2 separate regions of the Macaca mulatta genome follow, and region 1 is linked to region 2. A link is a contact called in public Hi-C data. All regions are on one chromosome and are shown on one strand. Each heading gives the region's core, a stretch centred on a gene start, on an enhancer-like site or on the middle of the called end of the contact. The rest is flanking DNA. Distances are from core to core; before and after follow the strand shown.

Evidence for each region. A called contact is a pair of places that touch in the nucleus more often than the background predicts.
Region 1: a contact with region 2 is called in a Hi-C map of fetal cortical plate, with 2.1 times the contacts expected there. The contact joins the promoter of NXPH2 here to the promoter of SPOPL in region 2. A contact is called at or near these places in 2 of 14 Hi-C or Micro-C datasets (fetal cortex germinal zone and fetal cortical plate).

The regions. Positions count from the first base shown.
Region 1 is chr12:43,630,098-43,633,017 of T2T-MMU8v2.0, reverse strand. NXPH2 (neurexophilin 2) reads left to right here and starts at 1,642. Exons shown (of 2, transcript XM_001091365.5): 1 at 1,642-2,348. The coding sequence starts at 2,298.
Region 2 is chr12:43,354,789-43,358,010 of T2T-MMU8v2.0, reverse strand. It overlaps SPOPL (speckle type BTB/POZ protein like), which reads right to left and starts at 1,492. Exons shown (of 11, transcript NM_001266382.1): 1 at 1,447-1,492. It overlaps LOC144333303 (a long non-coding RNA gene), which reads left to right and starts at 1,852. Exons shown (of 5, transcript XR_013401856.1): 1 at 1,852-2,228; 2 at 2,680-2,798.

The DNA of each region.
Region 1 (2,920 bases), core at 393-2,892, 270 kb before region 2:
GTAGTGCCTCTTGCAAAGCAGTTAGCCTCTCTCCCCTTCCAGCTGTACCTCTTCAGAAAGGGGTTCCTCTGTTTCCACAAAACCCTTCCTATTATGTCCGTTTTGTTTTAAAAAGGTTGTCTGTAAATAAGATGCAGCCCTCTCCGGGGACCCAAAGTTGGGCAAGATCAACCAATAGAGACTCTTCCAGTTTTTGAAATCCTCTTATTTGTGCTTTTAGGACAGAATCATTTTCTAGAACTGGTAGAACAGGGCTCTAAGTCTTGGTAAAGAGGGAATTTTTGTAGGGATGAGGAGTGGAATGGGTGAGATATAGATTTGGATATGCAAATAGTGGTTTTGTTTTTGAGCCTGTTGCAAGGCAAAAGGAGAGTCAGATCAAACAGAAATGAGATGCAGGTAGTGCATCCTTTGCCATGGAACCCCCAGTCAGGCTTATCATGGGTTTAGGGAGGATGCAGCCCCTTGCTTGCCACTCTCCCTCCCTACAGGAAATGGAGTTGTACTGGAAAGATACCCTACCTGCAGGCTCAAGGACAACACACTCTCAAATTCACACTGGGATCCCAGAACACTCTGGAATAACCTCCCTCCCCATCTGCGCAATCTTGGCACACTCAGTGAAAGGAATAGTAGGACTTTGCCCTAGTCAAAGCAATTCTCCTGCCTTTGAAACCAAGGCTGCTCTGCTTCAACCACTAAGATTTAACAACCCTCCTTCATTTCTATTTTGAGGTGGGGGTGGTAAGCAGAGAAGAAGGACCCTTTTTTTTTTTTTTTTTTTTGGTCCAAAAATTACAACCCAATCTGTGCTTTTTGTTGTGTTTTATTTTTTAAAGCCTAGAAATCAATTGCAGTTTTACTCCCTTGCTTCAACACGGTTTTTTCTTCTCTAAGAGCTTTGCGTTTCTAGATGTAAGAAGCAGTCTCGCCTTGCGTATTCTGTTGGAGTAACTGCCTAAAGTCTCATCCCTGGAGAAGTGAACGTATTTCTCTCGACCTTAGGTTTCCTATTCGCTCAATAAAGGGGTGACGAATGACGCCTAAACTCTGATCTACCGTAAAAAAATGCAGGTTTGTCAGCCCAATTGCCTTTGATTTTTCCTCTCGAGTGTCCAGAACAAAGATAGTAAAAGGTTAAGGACCTCTCCAATGGAGAGTTGTTAACACAGAGGTCGAGGCTCACAGGCACCAGGTTTGCAGCTTCGCCCGGCCTCAGAGATACCCCTCTCCAATATTTCTGAAGTCGGAAGCCGCGGTGGGGTATCCCGTCTTTATTCGGCTTCTCCAAAGCCGGGGCAGAAGGTCTGGGAGCAACTCCGTCTGTCTTCAGGACACCCAGCTGTCTATACCATCCCCAAACCTGAGTAAAGCGGACTTCACCTAGCTCCGTTTCTCACAGTTCTGCTCCTGGTCCCTCGAGGTCCCCATTACTTCCCAACCCCAGAAATCCTTCCAGCCGCACCAGGCACACTTTGCACCCCTTACCCGCGGCTCTGAGAGCTTGGCGCTGCGGTGGAGTAGGGCACTCTCCCAGGGCGTCCTGGGCTCCAGTCCCACCTCCCCGCCCCAGCCTTTCCCGTTCGCAGTCCCCACGCCCCGCCCCAGGACTCTGCAATCGCCTTCCCCTCCTAAACTCTCTGGGCGCTCTCCCGGCGGGCGCACTCCTTCTTGCAGCCACCCAGGAAGAACCTTTCCTTTCCCCCATCCCCAGCCTCCCCAGCCAAAGCGAGATCCAGTCCGTGGACAGGGCGCTTGGCACAGTGGAGCCTCTCGGACCGGCCTTCTGCTGGGCGGGGGTGGAAGGAGGCACCCGGCCTCTGCGGGCTCGGGGGCGCCGGCTGGCCAGGCGTGCTCAGCTCTGCCAGGCATCTGCCCGGCGGGATCGGATCTAGAGAGCAGCCTCGCGCTGAACCTATCACCCAAGCGCCCGAGCCGTCACCTCCCTCCCGCAGGCGCCCCCAGCGCTCACCCCGAGTCCGGCCAAGCCAGAGAGTCCAAGGCGCGACTGGAGCCCCCTGCCGCGTGCCAGAGCTCCAGCGGCCTCGCACGCTCTGTGCAGGCCCCCTCCAAGGAGGGGCGCGCGGGGGCCCGGAGAGACACCTCCGGTCCGCCCACCCTCCCCCTTCCCCGCCCGCCCACCCGGCCCGAGCTGCGCTGCACCGCGCAGCACTCGGATTCCGGGAGGGAAGCGCCGCGCTGTGTCCCTGGCGTCCTCAGTCCTGCCCCGCGAAGTGGAGATGCGCGAGAGGCAGGCGAGGGCGCGCAGCTCGTGAGAAGCCGCGCCAGCCGGCACCATGCGCCTGCGGCCACTGCCTCTCGTGGTGGTCCCCGGCTTGCTGCAGCTGGTGAGTGCCCGGCCCGCGCGCAGCCCCATGCGCCGGGGACGCGTTTCGGCGGGAAAACCGCGCAGGCGGCTGACTTGGAGCCCAGCCTGGGCCTGCTTGGGACGTGGGGTTGGGGACGCGAGGAGGGCAAGGAGTTTTGGGTTGCCTTAGAGGTCGAAAGGAAAGAATTGAAGAATGGAATAGAGGGGATCTAGAGGCGACTGAGGGGCTTAGCACGGGTTGGAACTCGAGCGCTGGGGTAAAGTAAGCAGAAGGTGGCCGGGAAGTAGGGCCGGGAAAAGGAAGAGGTTTATTGGTAAGCGGTCAAGGAGAGGATGGGAGGTAGATAGGATGAGAAGGGGCAGAAAGACCTTCCTCCAGTTCACAGTTCGAGAGGCTTGGTGGTGTTTATTTTTCACGTGGTGTTTTGCCCAGATGCACACAGACAATTCTTCCAAAGCACAGCATAGTGCATGCATCCTCGTTCTCAGAGCCAGCTAGTGGCGGCTTGCTGGGGGAAAACTTAGGCAAAATATGGATTTGGGGGACAGCTTGGATTTCTCTTCGTTTTCCGTCTGGCGCTGGGGACTGGG
Region 2 (3,222 bases), core at 243-2,742:
GCTATCTATGTCAAAAAAAGGATGTTAAATGTCAAAAAAAAAAAAAAAAAAAAAAAAGACAGTAGCTTTCCATTCCCACTTTCCTGTCTTGGAATTAACCTACCCACAAGTCGGATCAAGTAAAACCAAGGAGTGATGATAAAGATAACATTTATCAGATATTTGCCCTGTGCCAGGTACTGTTTTAAGTACTCTACTTGTATTTACTTGTGCAATTATTAGCACCATTCTATGAGGTAATACATAACCCCATTTTACAGCTGTAAGAAAACTGAGGCCAAGAAATATTAAATAACTTCTCCAAAGCCAAAGCTGGTAGATGGCAGAACAAGGATTTACACCCTGGTAACTATACTAGTTTGAGCTCTAGAGAAGAGTTCTTAACCACTAGGCAACATTTCTCACAAGAATGATGAAATGATAATTTGAAATATTCCACCAATCCCATTGTGGCAGGAGAGAAGTAATTTTTCAAGGTATGAACCTTTTACCTCGTCAGTTTCCAGTCCAAGAAACAGTGAATTCAATTGCAAGTAGGAAAGTGAGTACTACAACGGGTCAAACTAGGCCCAAGATTATTCAAATATAGACAAAGCATCAGAAGCCTGGGAAGAATCACTGAATGACAGAGTTCAGTCAGGAAAGAGAAGCGAAAGTTAGGATAAGCAGACGGTGAATATTATTTCTACTGGGTTCTGTGACTGCTTTGAGAGAGAAAATGCTACCATCCCTTTTCTTTTACGTTGAATCAGTATACAAATACATCGACTCAAAAAGAATTAGGAAAAAGGAGAGCAGCAGGAATAAAAGTGGGCTTTCTCAAGACTTGGACCCCGAACCGCTCGGTTAGCTTGATGTACTCTGGTATAAGTGAGCAAAAATGTATTAGAAAGCAGGTGGCGAGGTTAAAGGCATGACCATGGGAGTGGAGGTACTGAGCGGTGTGCGGAGCTGAGAACTCTGCCTAAAATGGGCTACCAGGGATGAGAGTTTCAAGTGTCTGTATTTGGGATGAGGAGGTATGAAAGTGGACGCTGCGCGGTGGGAGAGGAGGCAGTTTCTGGCTTTGGGCAGCACTCAGGTAAAAAGGGGCAGGCGTGGAGGTATACAGGTATAGACGAGGAGGGAGACCAGAAGAAAAGAAGGGGCGAGGCCCGGGTGTAAAACGAAAGGGGATCCTGGAAGGCGGAGGCTGGGAAATCAAAGAGGGTTTGGGGGCATCCCCGGGGAAAGCTGCGCCGCCGCGCGAGGGAAGGGCGGTCCGGCGGCTTGGGAGGTAGACCCCAGAGCAGGCCGGAGCTCGCCGCCCGAGCGGGGGTCCGGGACCCAGAGGGAAGAGGGCGCAGTGAGGCACGAGCCGGAGGCCGCCGGTCTTCGGCGAGCCGGGGGAGGGGAGCAAGCGCCCGGGGCTGCCGCGGGACCAGGGGGAGGGGGAGGGGCGCCTACCTGGACGTGCGGGGCGGCAGCGGTCAGTCCCGGCGGAGACTCCTCTCCTGCAGAGGCAGCGGCCGCGTCGGCCCTGGGAGCCCGAGGCTGCGGTGGCAGCGGCAGGGGTGATGGCGGCAAGTCCCTGTGGCGGCCGCCTCCGCCGAACGGCATCCCTCCTTCCCGACCCGCCCTCCTTCCCTATCTCCCGCTCCTAAACTTCTTCCCCGGGATAAACAAACCCGCCGCCAGGGGCGGCCACCTCCGCCGCTCCCGCCCCCGCGCAGCCCCCACCCCCCCGCCGCGGGTCCGTCTGGGCTCCGGCTTCCGAGTTACGACTCCTGCCCCGGCCCCCAGCCCGCGAGGGCGCGTGCGCGCGGCGGCGGCGGCTCGCGGGCTCCTGCGGGCTCTTGCTCCCTCCTCCAGCGCCGGGCACTTCCGGGCGGGCCCGGATCTGCCGCCGCGCTTGGGAGGCCGCCGCCGCCTGGCACTGGGCTCCCGGCTGGGCAGGATCCGCAGCCCGCACCGCTCTGGCTAGGCGTGCGGAGGCGCCTTGCTTAGCTTGACCCTTATTTGGCCAAGTGTAAAACTTGTCCTGCTTAAAGCCTACTGAGACCTCCTAACTGGTCTAATCCGCGGGAGACGCCAAAGGCGGCGGCCGTATGTGCACACAGGATTTTCTTGGGTCCAGGAAGCCAGGGTAGAACTGTTGCTAAACTCCCGTTGTGAGCCCAGATCTGTAAGAACTGCTGAGACACAACCAGCAATATACAGGCTCCAGTTGGAAATCGAGAACTTTCCAGGTAGATGTAGTGCCCCATGGAGCAGTTTTCGGGTGGAGGGGATGAGTCTTAGCTGGAAGTCTCAGGCCAGAAGGAGAGCCTGCGGAGGGGCGAGGGGCGGCCAGGGATGCCTAGGAAGTGAGTGCAGAAGAGCAGGCGGCCTCCTGGGGCTGCACGGTGGGAAATAAAGCTGCACTTGCACAAATGTGTGAAGAGAGGATGGGACTGCCTTGTCTCTGCGGCCATTTAGTTTAAAAAGGGGGTTACAACTGAACTCTTTATTCCCCACGGTCATGGGACAAAGATACTTAATCAAGCTACCAGGAGTAAACTTCTTTAAAGAAGTTTGGGGGACCAGCAACTCGGGCTTTGCCTGAACAGGCATGGACATCATTCAAGGATCCCAACTCTACTTTAACTGCATATGTCGGCAATTTTATTTTTTATTTTTTTTGTTTATTTTTTTTTTTAGACAGGGCTCTCTGTCACCCAGGCTGGAGTGCAGTGGTGCCATCACAGCTCACTGCAGCCTCGACCTCCTAGACCCAAGTGATCCTCCCAACTCAGCCTCCCAAGTAGGTGGGACTACAGGTGTGTGCCATGCCCAGGTAATCTTAATTTTTTGTAGAGATGAGGTCTTGCTATGTGGCCCAAGCAGATCTCGAACTCCTGAGCTAAAGGGATCCTCCCACCTTTGTCTCCCAAAGTGCTGGGATTTACAGGCGTGAACCACCACACCCGGCCATAAATCAACTTCTCATTGCTTACCTGGCTTTCCAAGAAAAGAGGTGGGGGAGGGAAAACATTTATTATTTTGCTATGTGCTGAGTATTCTAAGCATAGACTTGTATCATCTCTAGTCTCTCAACAACCTCCCTACAACTTCAAGGTAGAAATTATTTCCATCTTAAAATTAAGCAACAAAAACTAGAAATGGGAAGTAATTCATCCAAAGTTTACTGGGATTTGAATACTGGACAGTCAGATCCCCTCATTTCAATCTTTTTTGTTTCTT